Regions from separate parts of the Mus musculus genome. Here regions 1 and 2 are each linked to region 3. The links are chromatin contacts, called in public promoter capture Hi-C maps. All regions are on one chromosome and are shown on one strand. Each heading gives the region's core, a stretch centred on a gene start, on an enhancer-like site or on the middle of the called end of the contact. The rest is flanking DNA. Distances are from core to core; before and after follow the strand shown.

Region 1 (4,340 bases), core at 1,785-4,284, 1.1 Mb before region 3:
TAAATTCAACCACAGCTGATGGTGTCAAAAGCTGGCAGGGAAATGGTTAAGATCTCTACTTCTGTCCTTAATTATATTTAAATTAATTTTAGCATGCAGACTGAGTATGCTCACAGAGCTATGGAATAATCCACTGTTCTAAGAACCACTAATTCCTAATTGACGTAGTAGCTTATAATTGTATTTTCATAGTGTTTAGTAAAAACATTCAGCTTGTTAAAAAAAAAAAATTAAAGGCCCATAATATGAAACTTATGATCAAAGAAATCAGCTGAGATCTATTTGCAACACATTTTTTCCTTTCTGAAAAGGGGTGGGGGTGGGGCACTCATCGTCTTATTTGGGTAACACAAAGGCAATTTTTAAAGCTCGGGTACATGTGCAAAGTTGTACAAAAGAACAAAGCCTAGTCTTTGTGGCAACACGTTCCTTCTCAGGAAATACATCTCACTAGATAGGCTCAGGATCCTAGCACTTTGAAAATGTGTCTTATATCCCTGCATTGTACTAAATCTAGAACACCCGCCCGCCCGCACAAATGGAAGCTATCTTTGAAAGCAAAAGAAATAAATTACTTTCCGCAACAAAAAATAATAAAGAGAACTGTAGAACACAGTTACATTGAAAATAGTAGCCATGGGCAAGAAAAACGAGGAGACAGAAAGGGCCTCATTAAAAATTCAGAGGATATTGGAAAAGGCAAATTCGGTCTGCTCACCTCCAGCAAAAATGCTGAAGGATATTTGATGAGTATAACACACAAAACAATGCCCCTATGAAACTTAAAAGTTGACATATTCTGGTATCCTGAGTGTAAAGATAAAATCCACTTATTGTATGTAATATAAGCTTCATGTGGATCAGTGAACACAGATCACTAAAGGAAACAAACTATGGGTTAAGCAGATGCTCAAAGCCACAGGTCTGGTGACCAACAGCCAAATGGTAGTAACATACACCATCTCTGTGTATGCCACATTCCTGAGTGGCCTTCACAACTGTAAGACACCCCTAAAACTACCCCATCAACACAGATAATAATCAGAGGCCCTGAAAGTTCTTCTGGTCCAGTCCTGAAGAGGCAGCTTGATCACACCTAATCAAAAAGTCCAAGTAACTTCAGATTCAGAAACTTCTCAAACATCAACATGACACTGCAAATGGGAAACTCCCTACTTGCGGAATGAGGGATGGTCAAAGAGGTAGGTACACAAACAGTATTGTAAAAATCATTTCAGGCAGCTGGACACTGGTGGCTCACACCTTTAATCCCAGCACTTGGGAGGCAGAGGGAGGCGGTTTCTGAGTTCGAGGCCAGCCTGGTCTACACAGTGAGTTCCAGGGCAGCCAGGGCTACACATAGAAACCCTGTCTGGAAACAATAACTTATTATTATTACTATTATTATCATCATCATCATCATCATCATTATTATTATTATATTTCAGGCTACATGTACAATGTACATATAAAATATGAGTGAATTTCATATTGTTGGACTTGTGTCCCATCTCCAAATATCTCATAATGTATATGTTCATAAATGTTTCAAAGTCTGAAAACGTCATTGTGTGAAACATTTGTGGTCCCCATGCTTTTCAAACGAGGGATGCTGGGCTTGGTGTTCTTGCCCGCCCTTGGCTTTCTCTAACTCCTGAACACACTGCTCTCTTCCTAACTCCCCATCCCCCACCCCTCAGCTTTCACCTCTGTGCCACCATGCAAGGCAGTCTCTCCTGTATGACAGTTCCCTATTGTATTTTATCCTAAATGGACCCAGAATAAAGGAATGCTTGCGTTACAGAATACAACCTCACAAGCATTGGAGCTGCTCTGTATAGGACACTGAAAACAGAATGTTAAATACTGTGAGGTACGGTAGTACCTACCCATAATCCTGACACTTGGGAGGCTGCAGCAAGAAGATCCTGAGTTTGAGGCCAGTCTGAACTATATAGCAAAACAAAAAAGAGAGGGGGTGGAGGGAGGGAGGCCCTCTGCAAAGAAAAACTGTCTGAGGATAAATATTTTTAATGCTATAGAATTTACATAAAAATATACAAGTCACTTGGGGGCAGGGTCTCATGTAGCCCACGCTCACTTACAACTTTCTATGCAGCTTGGGATAAACTGGAACATATGGGTCTCCTGCCTCTGTGTTCCTGAGATGACAAGCAAGCCTCACCATGCTAGATTTGTATGGTGTAGAGATTAAACTCAGACGAACACTCTACCAACTGAGCCAAGGCTGCACCAAGGCAGCTCTGAGAACCCATTCTTTGGAACAGTAGCCAGGATACAGGGAGCTGAGCTTGACTACAGGATCCTTAATCCTCTCACTCTCTAGAATGTTCCTCTGGAGGAAAAAAAAATATTTCCCCAAACAACCTGGTGTCCTTGGGTTCATAATTTACTGATACATTTTGAGGATAATACATAAAATCTATTTTATGTGATATACCGACCTCTACAATCTGAGTCAAATAAAACTCTTAGGTTCTCTGTGCCTCTTCAGTGGTGAGGCATTATGGATTATGGCTCACATCCACTGAGGTCTTACACATACTTTACTATTAAAATACAGAGACTAGTGTGTACCACACTATCTACATACAGAGCAGAATGTGACCCCAGGAAGTCAGACCAAAACGTGCATGCTTTTGGTACCAGGAAAAGCATGTCAAACGGTGTCCAACTGCTACTGAAGTCACTGTGGGAAAAGCAAGAACCAGCCTGGCGACCTCACACAACCTCATCTTATAAACTGAGAATTCCTTCTATGCTGAGCTGTTGAAAGCCAGACTTAGGCTGGCTGATAAAACATTCTTATGAAATTTCAATTATTCAAAAAACCAAAAACCAAGTGAGCCTTGCTGAAGTTGTAAGAAAACTAAAGTGGGAAGGTGAACAGAAAGCTTGCCTATTTCTGAGACATCAAATAACCCAGGGTGCGAGCCTCCAGCCTGGGACTCTCCATGGAACTTTCAATGGGACAATAGGGTTATCATAGCCTGAGCTGTTATCACAGATGAGTTCCTCTAACATCTGGACAAACTGACAGATTCTTCATTCCTTGTCTCACTTCCTCTTCAAAGGCCAGTATCATGTTCAAATATTTGGGACTTTCTAAGATAGTTTTCCAATTATGTGGTATTTCAAAAGCCACCTTATTAGCAGAAGTGTCAGTCACTGAAATGTGGCTCAGCAGGGCTGGACCTCACCCCCATGTCCAAACCTATTTTGTCAGAAACACTTCATTCTAGATATCGGCTACACATCTGGCAATTCTAACTTAGAAAGGAATTCTCCGGTTGTCCTCGTGATAAAAAGAAATCACTATTAAAATATTTATAAGGTACTGGATTTCTGTTGTGTGTGTATGGGGGGGGATATTAAGCGCAATGAGAGGAGTGGGGAGAGGAGGAGCAAGAATGGAGAGAAGGGCAGGAGAAAATAACTAATTAGATCGCAGGTTTTAACAGTGGCCATGTGGGTAAGTGTGTTAAATGGTAAGGATCCAAGGGCATCGGTAACACAGACAAATCAGAAAACCCCTCAAGGAGTATTGCACATCGATGTAAAATGAGCGCCTGCCACCTGAAGTGACCATCCTAAATCAATGCTTGTGCTTTTACAAAGTGTCCATATAGTGAGCTGGCTCCCAGCAAACGCAGCAGGAATGGCAACCGAGCACATAAAATACTAGTCTCAGGAACATATTAGAAGGGCAGTTTTTGGGGGCTTAGGAGGTAAAGGTACTGTGCCACCAAGCCTGGTGACAAGTTCAATCCTAGGGACCCACAGGGTGAAGGAAAGAACAAACTCAGCCCCTCCCTTACAACCTTTCTCTCCCTCTCTCCCTCTGTCTCTCATAACACACATGCGAATAAATAAATGCAATATAAAACTTTAAACAACATATTCTAAGTTTCCATTATATATAAGTATATATAATGCATATGTAATATACATTCGTGTATATAACAACATATTACACACACACACACACACACACACACACACACTATAGGCCAACAGACAATGTGAGCTAAGATGGGAGTACAAATCTTATAAATGAGAAATAAAGATATTTAACAATACACATAGAGATATACAATTGCATAAAGGAACAGGAGCACAGATTTCAACCCTGAGAAGCAGTAGCAGAAAGTATATGCTTACCACAAAAATATAGAAGGACTCTCTCCTTCCTCGCTGTCTAGAAGGGTTTGCTCCCAACACCTTGGAAAACCAAGCCAACATCATCTAATGAAGCTCACATCCCTGCTTAGTAATCTGGTTGGGAAAAGATAGCAGAGAGTCAATTTACTCTGTGCTAA
Region 2 (4,562 bases), core at 157-2,656, 1.0 Mb before region 3:
CAGTTCTGTTCCATTGGCTCACTTTTATCCTGGAGAGTGTAGAAGGGTAAGACTGTGCCTTTGCCCCTGAGTTGCCTGGTAACCATCATTTGAGATTATGAGAAGGTCTTTTTAAAAGTACACACAAGGGGAACGCCAGGGCCAAAAAATGGGAATAGGTGGGTAGGGGAGTGGGGGGTGGGGTGTGGAGGACTTTTGGGATAGCATTGGAAATGTAATTGAGGAAAATACGTAATAAAAAAAAAGTACACACAAACATACATACATATACACATATATAGTTATGCACGTGTGTTTATGTATACAAAAACTTATAAAAATGTGTATAACACACACACACACACACACACACACACACACCCCAAATCACTATCTGTACATCTTAAGCTCTCCTAAGTCTGCCTTTCCTTACTGTAGTTGGGATATGTGGATTAAGTGGACACATTCAGTATCATCCACTATACACAGCAGCTTCTCTGCTGTATACTGCCCTACTTTCGTAAGTCTGGAACATGTATTTGGTCCCAAAGCCTTTGATAAAATGCTTTGCCACGATTCAATATTTTAAATGTAAATAAACCACTGCATCATGTATTGATTTTATTTCAGATACCGTTTCTCTGATACCTTAAGAAGAATAAAGTCTATATTACATGCCATTCTCTTAAAGATCATTTTCTTGGAGAGGAAAACATTGTCAAAAGTATGATGGATTTTCTTCTGATGGATGGGGGAGTTGGGGGTGAGGGGACTCACAGGGTAGCAACCGCTGTCACTAATCAACACAGCCACAGCCTGAGGATTGAAAGGAACAGTAAGGGGACAGTGTAGCTTGCCATTCTATGATCCTAACAAGGTGTGTACTGGCAAAGCCAAGCCGGAAAAAAATAACCCTGCGACTCATAACCTGGTGTCTGCCTCCTTTTGGCATCTTAAGTTTAGATTCCATAAATACTCTGAATTCTACTTTCTCCGTGGCAGGATTACTTAATTTAAAGCTATACACACCATCCGTGCCTCTGCTGACTCTACAGGTTATAAAACTAAGGCCCAAGAGATTACCGATTTCTTCAACCGACTGCTAGCAGATCCCCGAGACACAATTTGTCATGGCTATGATGGCACCTGGAACTTTGTATTTGCTTCAAGAGGTCTTCTGCATTAGACCGGCAGGAGGCAAGCAACTGATAAAAAGATCCACAAATCCTTCTGCTTCAGAACAGAGCCACCCCCACCCAACAGGCAAGATCTGGACCCTCACTTTCTTTAATCAGAATTATGTGGGGTTTAAGCCAGGATAAAAAGATGTTCAGTTCCATTCTTTATGGGTTTCTGGGGGACCAACACAGGGGTGGGAATCACAGACGGCTGTCACCAGATCTGCCTCACACGCAGGCAGGAAGCAGGGTGGCAGTTAGAAGACAGGAAGACTGGGGGTGAGCAGAAACTTCCCACGGTGCCTGGAGAGATGAACAAGCTGTTCTCTCAGCATTCTTTTGGACCCAAGTGACTTGGTTCCTGGGCTCCCAGAGAAATGTGTGCCCTCCATAAGGAAGTCTCCACCTGCTTGGGAGAGATCACTACTCAACTGGCAAGATAAAAAGGAATGGTAGCTTTACCACCTACATTTCTACTCTAGCAATTAGTAAACTGAAAACAAGGGCTCAACAATCATCTGAGTTAATATTATTATTGCTATTGTGGTTGTTAGGAATGTAGAGCTTTAACACCTGACACTGACATTGATGGGGAATGTCAACTGGTACAGCCACTGTGGACATCAGTATGGCTCTTCCACATGGCTACAAACAGAGCTAGCTACCTTATGATCTGGCTGTACCACTCCTGGTATATATTCAAAGGAATCTTCCACTGGGACACTTGCATCTTCATGTTTATTGCAAGACTATTCACAATAGGCAAGATCAGGAACCCGCACTGATGCTGACTGGTGGATATATATGTGCAGTGCAATTTTATTGAATTGTAAAGAACCAAAATGAAACTGTAGCATTTACACAACTGGAGATCATTGTGTAACAGAAATATACCAGACGCAGAAAGATGAAGGGGGTCCATTCTCACATGTGCACATGTGCAGAATCTAGTTTGCTTTGTGTATGTGTGTGGGTGTGGGGGGTGGGGGGGGAGGGAGGGAGAGAGAGAAGGAAAGAGAGATGAAAGTAGAAAGGTCACTACAAAATGGGAGGAAAATGGCTAAAGGGAGGAAGGAGGAGAACAAAGGGATGGCTAATGGAGAAAGATAAAATGCCTCACTTTCGCTCATATATGTAGTCTATATTTAAGCATAACACATATGGCATGAATGCAAAGAAGGAACTATTTGGGAAGAACAAAGGGATGACCAAGAAAGGGGGTGAATGGAAGTGGCATGTGAGGGGATAGGAGCAAGATGCAACTACGTGTGTGTGTGTGTGTGTGTGTGTGTGTGTGTGTGTGTGTGTGTGTGAAAATGAAACCTATTATTTTGCATATTTACCAAATTTTAACTTAAAAGCTTAAAGAAAAGAAAACTGAGAACAAAAGCTATGAGCCAGACCTTGAGCCAGCCTATCAGAACTCCAACATCTTGGTTAGGTTTCCTGTATTACTGCTAATATTTGTAAGGAATTTAGAGAACAGTGTATTAGAAAAACAAAAACTGAAAAAGCTTATCCAGAAATGCTATTCTGTGCCATATAGAAATATTTAAGTTGTGTCTTTTTAATACATCTCCCTAAAACTAATAATATATACTATTTAAATTTAGCAAGTTAATAGTGAATTACTCTAAAATATCATTAATGCTGATTTACACACAAATACATGCATGCACACACCAAAAGAATTCTGTAGAACTTCCTGGAAATTATAGTAGTTTTCCCATGAAAAGAGGGAGAAAAGTCTTTGCCATCATTGAATAAAATCTGTGTCGTAGATTTTCATCCTAGATAGCTCTGCTGTTTCTCATGCCGTAACCATGCCTTCTCCATTACTGAAGTGCATGAGGCAACACAATTTCCATCAACTTTTGTCAGAATGTAGGATCTGTTGACCCATGGGCCTGCTACACTGAGTCTGCTCCGCTTGCTAACACAGTTTTCAGTCATCCTAATTATCCACTGTGTATAGGTACCAGCTCTGTTCTGTGGTAAGACCTGCCCACTGTGAAAGCCGTTGCCACAATAAGGAAGGATATGAAGATGTATGAAGAAGAAAGGATAAAGCAAAGAGATGAAGGGAGAAACTCATCATCAAGAGACATCAGAGGAAGGAGGAGGAGCAAACTGGGCCACTCTCCACTCCGGCATGACAGTCAGGAAGTTCATTCAGGGAAAGAGAACCGTCAACAGTGGGAAGCAGATGGGAGAAAAGAAGCCCAGGTAAGTGGGACCACACAGTTCAAACAAGAGGGAGGGACTCATGGCCAAGCTCTTTGGCTAGACTATCGCCAATGTAGTAAGCAAACAGGAGGGATAGCAGCCCCAAATCCCCACCAAACATGAGAGATTTCCTTTAGGGATGGATACAAAACAAAAACAAAAACAAAAACAAAAAAAACAAAAACGAGCAGTAGCCATAACAACAAAACAGAACCATCCGTGTGGTACAGAACCATCCATGCACCCGGGCCATTTGTGTTTATGTGTATTAACTCATCTGAAACCCACAGGAACCCAAGAGAGAGAATATGAATATGGTTTCAGTGTGAAATGTCCCCTCCAGGCTTGTGCAGTTTAATACTTGGTCCCCAAGTAGTGGTGCTGTTTGGGGGACATTGTGGAGCATTTAGAAAAATGTGGTCTAACCGGTAGGAAATGGCTATGGAGGTGCACCATGTGGGTGAGAGCCCACATTCCTTAACTTCCTGATCCACCTGGATGTGAGCATGCTCCTGCAGCCATGATGAGCTGTCTCAAACTGTGAGCCAAGATAGGCCTTTCCTCCTTTAAGCTGTTTCTTACTGACACATGGTCACACATTAAAAAAAAAAAAAAAAAAAAAAAACAGGGCTGGTGAGATGGCTCAGTGGGTAAGAGCACCCGACTGCTCTTCTGAAGGTCCAGAGTTCAAATCCCAGCAACCACATGGTGGCTCACAACCATCTGTAACAAGATCTGATGCCCTCTTCTGGAGTGTCTGAAGACAGCTACAGTGTACTTACCTATAATAAATAAATAAATCTTTAAAAACAAAACAAAACAAAACAAAACTGCAGGATAGTTATGAGAATGCTTGTCGCAATTTTGGAAAGTTGGCACCCAAAGTCTCAGAGAATGAAATGAATGTCAAAGGCTAAACAGCTGGTAAGTATTTTAAACTATTCCAACTGCAGCACTGTGGGTGAGCTAGATGTGCGAGCACAGTGGTTTCTCCTTTTTATTACACAGTGGAAAAGCTATTGTATTAGGCTAAGTGGACTCACCTCTTATACAAAGATGGAACAAAGGTTGCTAACCAGTGGGCACCCCTTTAGCCCTTGCACCACTGCATCAGTTGAAGAACTAAAAAACATACGTGAATTCAGGCTACTCTTGGGAAGACCAGACAGCCAAGGAGAA
Region 3 (4,533 bases), core at 1,257-3,756:
GTGCTCGTGCTCAGCGGGCTCCCTCCATTTACACACTTTCTAACTCAGTCTTAAAGCACAGCCTGCATCCAGGCCACAAATTCCTTCATCAGCTAAACCTCTCTAGAAATCTCCTCACAGATACAAATATCAGGTTCAACAGACCCTCCAATAACTTTGATATCTACTATTCTAGAGTTATTATTTCATAAAGACTGACTTAGAGGGCATGCCAAATAGACGTTACTGAATCAAGTGACTGTAGTGTGTATAAAAACAATGTAAAACAGAACAGTCTTCTCAACAAATGACACGAAAACAACTGGATAGCCACACGCAAGGAAACGCAGCTGGGGCCCCATCTCGCATCATACTCAAAAGTAAACTCACAGGGGCTACAGACCTAAGCTTACGGACCTACTACTAGAAGAGTCTTACAGCTATCACAAGTATCAAGTTTCCCAATTAGACACTGGCTTCTTAGTTAAGGACAACAAGAGCACAAAAGGAAAAACAGGTTAGACTTCATCAAAATTAGTGTTTCAGCCAGATGCAGTGGCTTGTGCTTGCAATGCCAGCACGTGGGAATTTAAGGCAGGAGGACCAGGACTCAAAGGCTGGTCTCAGATACAAATCAAATTTGAAGCTAACCTGGGCTATGTGAAAACTGTTCTCAAAAAAGAGAAAAAAACAAAACAAAACAATTCTCATGCTTCAAAGACAATATGAAGACCATGAGAGAGCATGCAGTGGGAGGAAACAGTAGTAACTCATAGAATACAATAAGGGCCTCTCATCAGAGTAAATAAAGAACCCAAAAATACAAACAACCCCAAATTAAAATACGGGAAAGGGATCCCAACAGACATACTTCCAAACAAGATATATAAGTATCTGATAAGCACAGAGAGCTGTCAGTAAAGTCAGCCATGAGGGAAAGGCCATTCAAACCCACAAAGATATACCGTTTCACACTCCCGAAGACAATGAGAATTACAAAGACAAGTAGCCATGTTTAACAGCAGTGAATCACATCGCACAGAAAGGAAACAAGAATCTGGCCTGGCATGGTGGTGCACACACTCAATCCCAGCACTTGCAAGTTTGGTCTATATAGTGAGTTCCAGGCTAACAAGGGATAAACATTAAGACAACATCTCAACAAATTTAAAAAATAAAAATAAATTTTAAAAAAAAGAGAGAGAGAGAGGGAGAGAGAAACAAGACAACCCAGCTAGAAGAGGTACAGAAACAAGCCTTCAGGAATGCCATATTTGGGCTGCAGAAATGGCTCAGAGTTAAGAGCACTGATTGCTCTTCCAGAGGACCAGGGTTCAATTCCCAGCAACCACATGGCAGCTCTTACCTGTCTGTAATTCCAGGATCTGATAACCTCACAAAGACATACATGCAGGCAAAATCCCAGTGCACATAAAATTATAAATACATATTTTAAAAAAAGAAAGAAAGTCATATTTAACAGCCAGGTAGAGAAGTAGGATATAACAGGGACTAAGCAACAGCCAAACAAGAAAACAGATGTGCCACAAATGGGAAAGAGAGCATGTCTCGCTTCTTAATGAAAATGAAAAACTAAGGAAGAGATACAAAAATGTCTCTCCGATGAAGTTATAGGGAAATCTAGTTTTCACAAAATGATACTGGCTAATTACTAAAAACTTAAGACATCTTTCTTCATATTCTAATGCAGAACTAATTACTCAAATATTAGAAACTAAAATAAACCAATACCTTGATTTTCTGAAATTGGTCTCAAGTCCTCTTGAAAGATGAATCTGAAAAATTAAAATTAATTAGAAAATGCGAGTACCCTATAAGTTCATAAAACCAGTGTATGACCTCTTTACAACTTCCTTAAAAAAAAAAAAAAAAAAAAAAAAAGGATGCATCTAGCCACTTTTTAAACTGCTACCCTGCACTGTAACACCTGAGCACAATGAAAATCACCAAGTAAGAAACAAGTGATCCCTTATGACACAGGAAAGTTTTCTAAGCAAGGGAGCAAAGAAAAGAGGGGAAGGGGGCGCAAAAACACAAGCGACCTCTGCCCCTATGCCCAACTTCAGTGCAAAACACTCATCTCCTGAAGCCCTGATCGCGTAGCACAAGTACATTCACGGGTAAAGCGAGAGGGGAAATGAGGCTAGAGCAGAATGGAAGTCCCTGACGTCGCCAGCCAGCAGTGTCTGCCGCCACGCCGGCCTCTCTCCAGGCAGCGCTCCAGAGTCCGACTCTCCACGCCAGCCGCCAAGTCTTTTCCAAACTGCGAGAACAAGCGGGCGATCGGCCCAAAGGAGAAAACCTGCGGAAACGAAGCTCCGCCCAAAATGCAGCTCGGCCCACGGTCGCTGAGCACTGATCCATTTGCCCCAGTATACACAGATCCAGAACTTCACCTGTCCGAACTGAGAGGAAAAAAACCACAAGCCCCTGCCAGGAAACTGCACAGACTTCAGATGGAGAGCGCCATGACACTTGTGTCCCGCCGGGCTGATTTGCGCATGCTCCGCGACGGTAGACCGGAGAGGTCAAAACAGATCGTTGTTTCAAGTTTGCGTTTGTTTTTATCTATAATTATTACCACATTCTTCTACAAACAAAGGTGAAAATACACTCCTACCTCATTATGTTAGCTTATCAACTAACTTCTGCTAAGTTATAACCTTATAACTTGTCCTGCACAGTTAAGAGATTAACATAAACATCTTGCCATTTATTATTACTACTCATTATTCACAAAAAGGGACTGGAGACTTTAAATACTTACCAGAATAATTACCTCCGGAGTAAATCATTTTCATTACATTCATTACATTTTATCAGTTCCCTCCTCTATCTATCTATCTATCTATCTATCTATCTATCTATCATCTCTATCTCTTTTGAGACAGCATCTCTCTATAAAACCTTAATTGCACAGTCACTCATTATATGGAATGAACTGGCCTCGAACTCACAGATCGACCTGCCTTTACCTCCAGATCTCTAGGATTAAAAGCATGCTCCACCATGCCCAACTAATTTCCTTCTCTTCTATAGAGAAGAATAACTAAAATAATAGTTGTTCTATCGAATAACAGAAGTCAATTAACACCAAACTCGTGCCCACATCTACCTCCTACTGCTGGGATTACGGTTGTGGCCCACTGCAGTAGGCTTATATTTCTGCTTCTGCAGAGACAATTCAGCCGAGGTAGTCAGGTTTCATTTAATAATTCCATAAGAATACATAAGAAGAAACCTTTATACTTTCTTTGTCAGTAATGCATAACTTTATATTTAAAAAGCAAAAAGAAAGGAATGATGTGAAAAATATGGAACAAAATCTTTATGTTTTCAAAGGGATGAAGATTTTTGTTGAAGGATGAGTGGTTTAGCAGTCTGTGTATTGGGACCCAGGGACTTCTGCATGCTAAGCAAGCACTGTACCACTAAGCTGCATCTCCTGACCCTAGGTTTGTTGTTGTTGTTTGTTTTCTTGCTTTTGTCTCCATAGTGAAAACTGAATGGGAAAATGTTAGCAATAATAAAACCAATGGACAAAGGAATAATAAATCCAGAAATTACAAAAAATTAAAAACAGATTTAGTTTATAACTTTAGCAATTATCGGTTGTACTATTGAATTTAAACCAATCAATAACTTTTCATGAGACACAATGTGTGTGAGTTTAATTCGCTCTTTAAAAAGTGCATATGAATTGTTTGTGCAGAGATTGCATGGACATAATAGCGACAGTCTTAAGACAGATAAGTCTATTTCTTAGGCGAATGGGACAAACGTAGATGTGAACTGTAGGGATTGGGCATTAAATGTGCTGTGATTTACATTGACTTTCCACAGCCTGTGACCAAAACCCAGCTCTAATTTCAAAACAAGGGGTGCACATAAGAATCGATGTTGGATACAGGGACTGTGAAGATTGATCCTGTATAAGAAATTACTTGACAGAATAAGGCTCCCCTGGCTGAAAACTATATGACAGTAATTTTTTGTTGTTGCTGTTGTTGTTGTTTGGTTTTTTGGTTTTTTTCAAGACAGGGTTTCTCTGTATAGCCCTGACTGTCCTGGAACTCACTTTGTAGACCAGGCTGGCCTCGAACTCAGAAATCCACCTGCCTCTTCCTCCCAAGTGCTGGGATTAAAGGTGTGTACCACCACCGCCCAGCACAACAGTAATTTTTAAGGAAGATTTTTTCCCCCCAAGAGTGGATGAACCCAACAAGAAAGAGTGATAGTGTGAACAAAGAGAAAACAGGAGGAATGCTGTAGCAACATCAAAAGAAAGGCTGCCTCTAGTGAATGAGTGCCTCAAAATATAGGGTAAGAGGGAGGAGCTGAAGCTCTTAAATGCTGCTAGACAGGGACATGAAATCACCTCCAGTCTGTGGAGGAATGCTGAAGGGCATCTTATAAAGTAGCCACTAGAGGTCAGAGTATTGAACTTCTGGCACCAGCTATTCGCTTGCTCTAGCAGGTCACATAAATGGCGTTGCTCTAAGTGTGTAAGTAAATTTCTCTTTTCAGACTCCT

Evidence for each region. Promoter capture Hi-C pulls out the DNA fragments that hold promoters and counts their contacts.
Region 1: a contact with region 3 is called in a promoter capture Hi-C map of liver, with 2.5 times the contacts expected there. The contact joins the enhancer-like site here to the promoter of Cdkal1 in region 3. A contact is called at or near these places in 5 of 39 promoter capture datasets (the 3T3-L1 cell line, hematopoietic stem and progenitor cells, hippocampal neurons and 1 more), 4 of 115 datasets of contacts at active chromatin or transcription factors (bone marrow-derived macrophages, embryonic stem cells, large pre-B cells and 1 more) and 2 of 9 other capture datasets (liver and pancreatic islet).
Region 2: a promoter capture Hi-C map of the HPC-7 cell line shows a contact between it and region 3, with 5 times the contacts expected there. The contact joins the enhancer-like site here to the promoter of Cdkal1 in region 3. A contact is called at or near these places in 7 of 39 promoter capture datasets (the 3T3-L1 cell line, the C10 cell line, the HPC-7 cell line and 3 more), 2 of 115 datasets of contacts at active chromatin or transcription factors (embryonic stem cells and large pre-B cells) and 1 of 9 other capture datasets (liver).

Annotation. Positions count from the first base shown.
Region 1 is chr13:28,795,062-28,799,401 of GRCm38.p6, forward strand. All of the region lies in intron 2 of 2610307P16Rik (RIKEN cDNA 2610307P16 gene), which reads right to left. Among named protein-coding and RNA genes, the nearest start is that of Mir6368, 86 kb to the left of the region's middle. Within about 2 kb of position 3,035, at least 6 of the 459 cell types and tissues checked have an H3K27ac peak or open chromatin away from gene starts, as enhancers often do.
Region 2 is chr13:28,832,110-28,836,671 of GRCm38.p6, forward strand. The region is part of intron 2 of 2610307P16Rik (RIKEN cDNA 2610307P16 gene); the gene reads right to left. Among named protein-coding and RNA genes, the nearest start is that of 2610307P16Rik, 51 kb to the right of the region's middle. Within about 2 kb of position 1,407, at least 55 of the 459 cell types and tissues checked have an H3K27ac peak or open chromatin away from gene starts, as enhancers often do. A contact at or near this core is called in the HPC-7 cell line and pre-B cells, where this site is marked.
Region 3 is chr13:29,853,167-29,857,699 of GRCm38.p6, forward strand. It overlaps Cdkal1 (CDK5 regulatory subunit associated protein 1-like 1), which reads right to left and starts at 2,507. Exons shown (of 16, transcript NM_144536.3): 1 at 2,397-2,507; 2 at 1,732-1,775.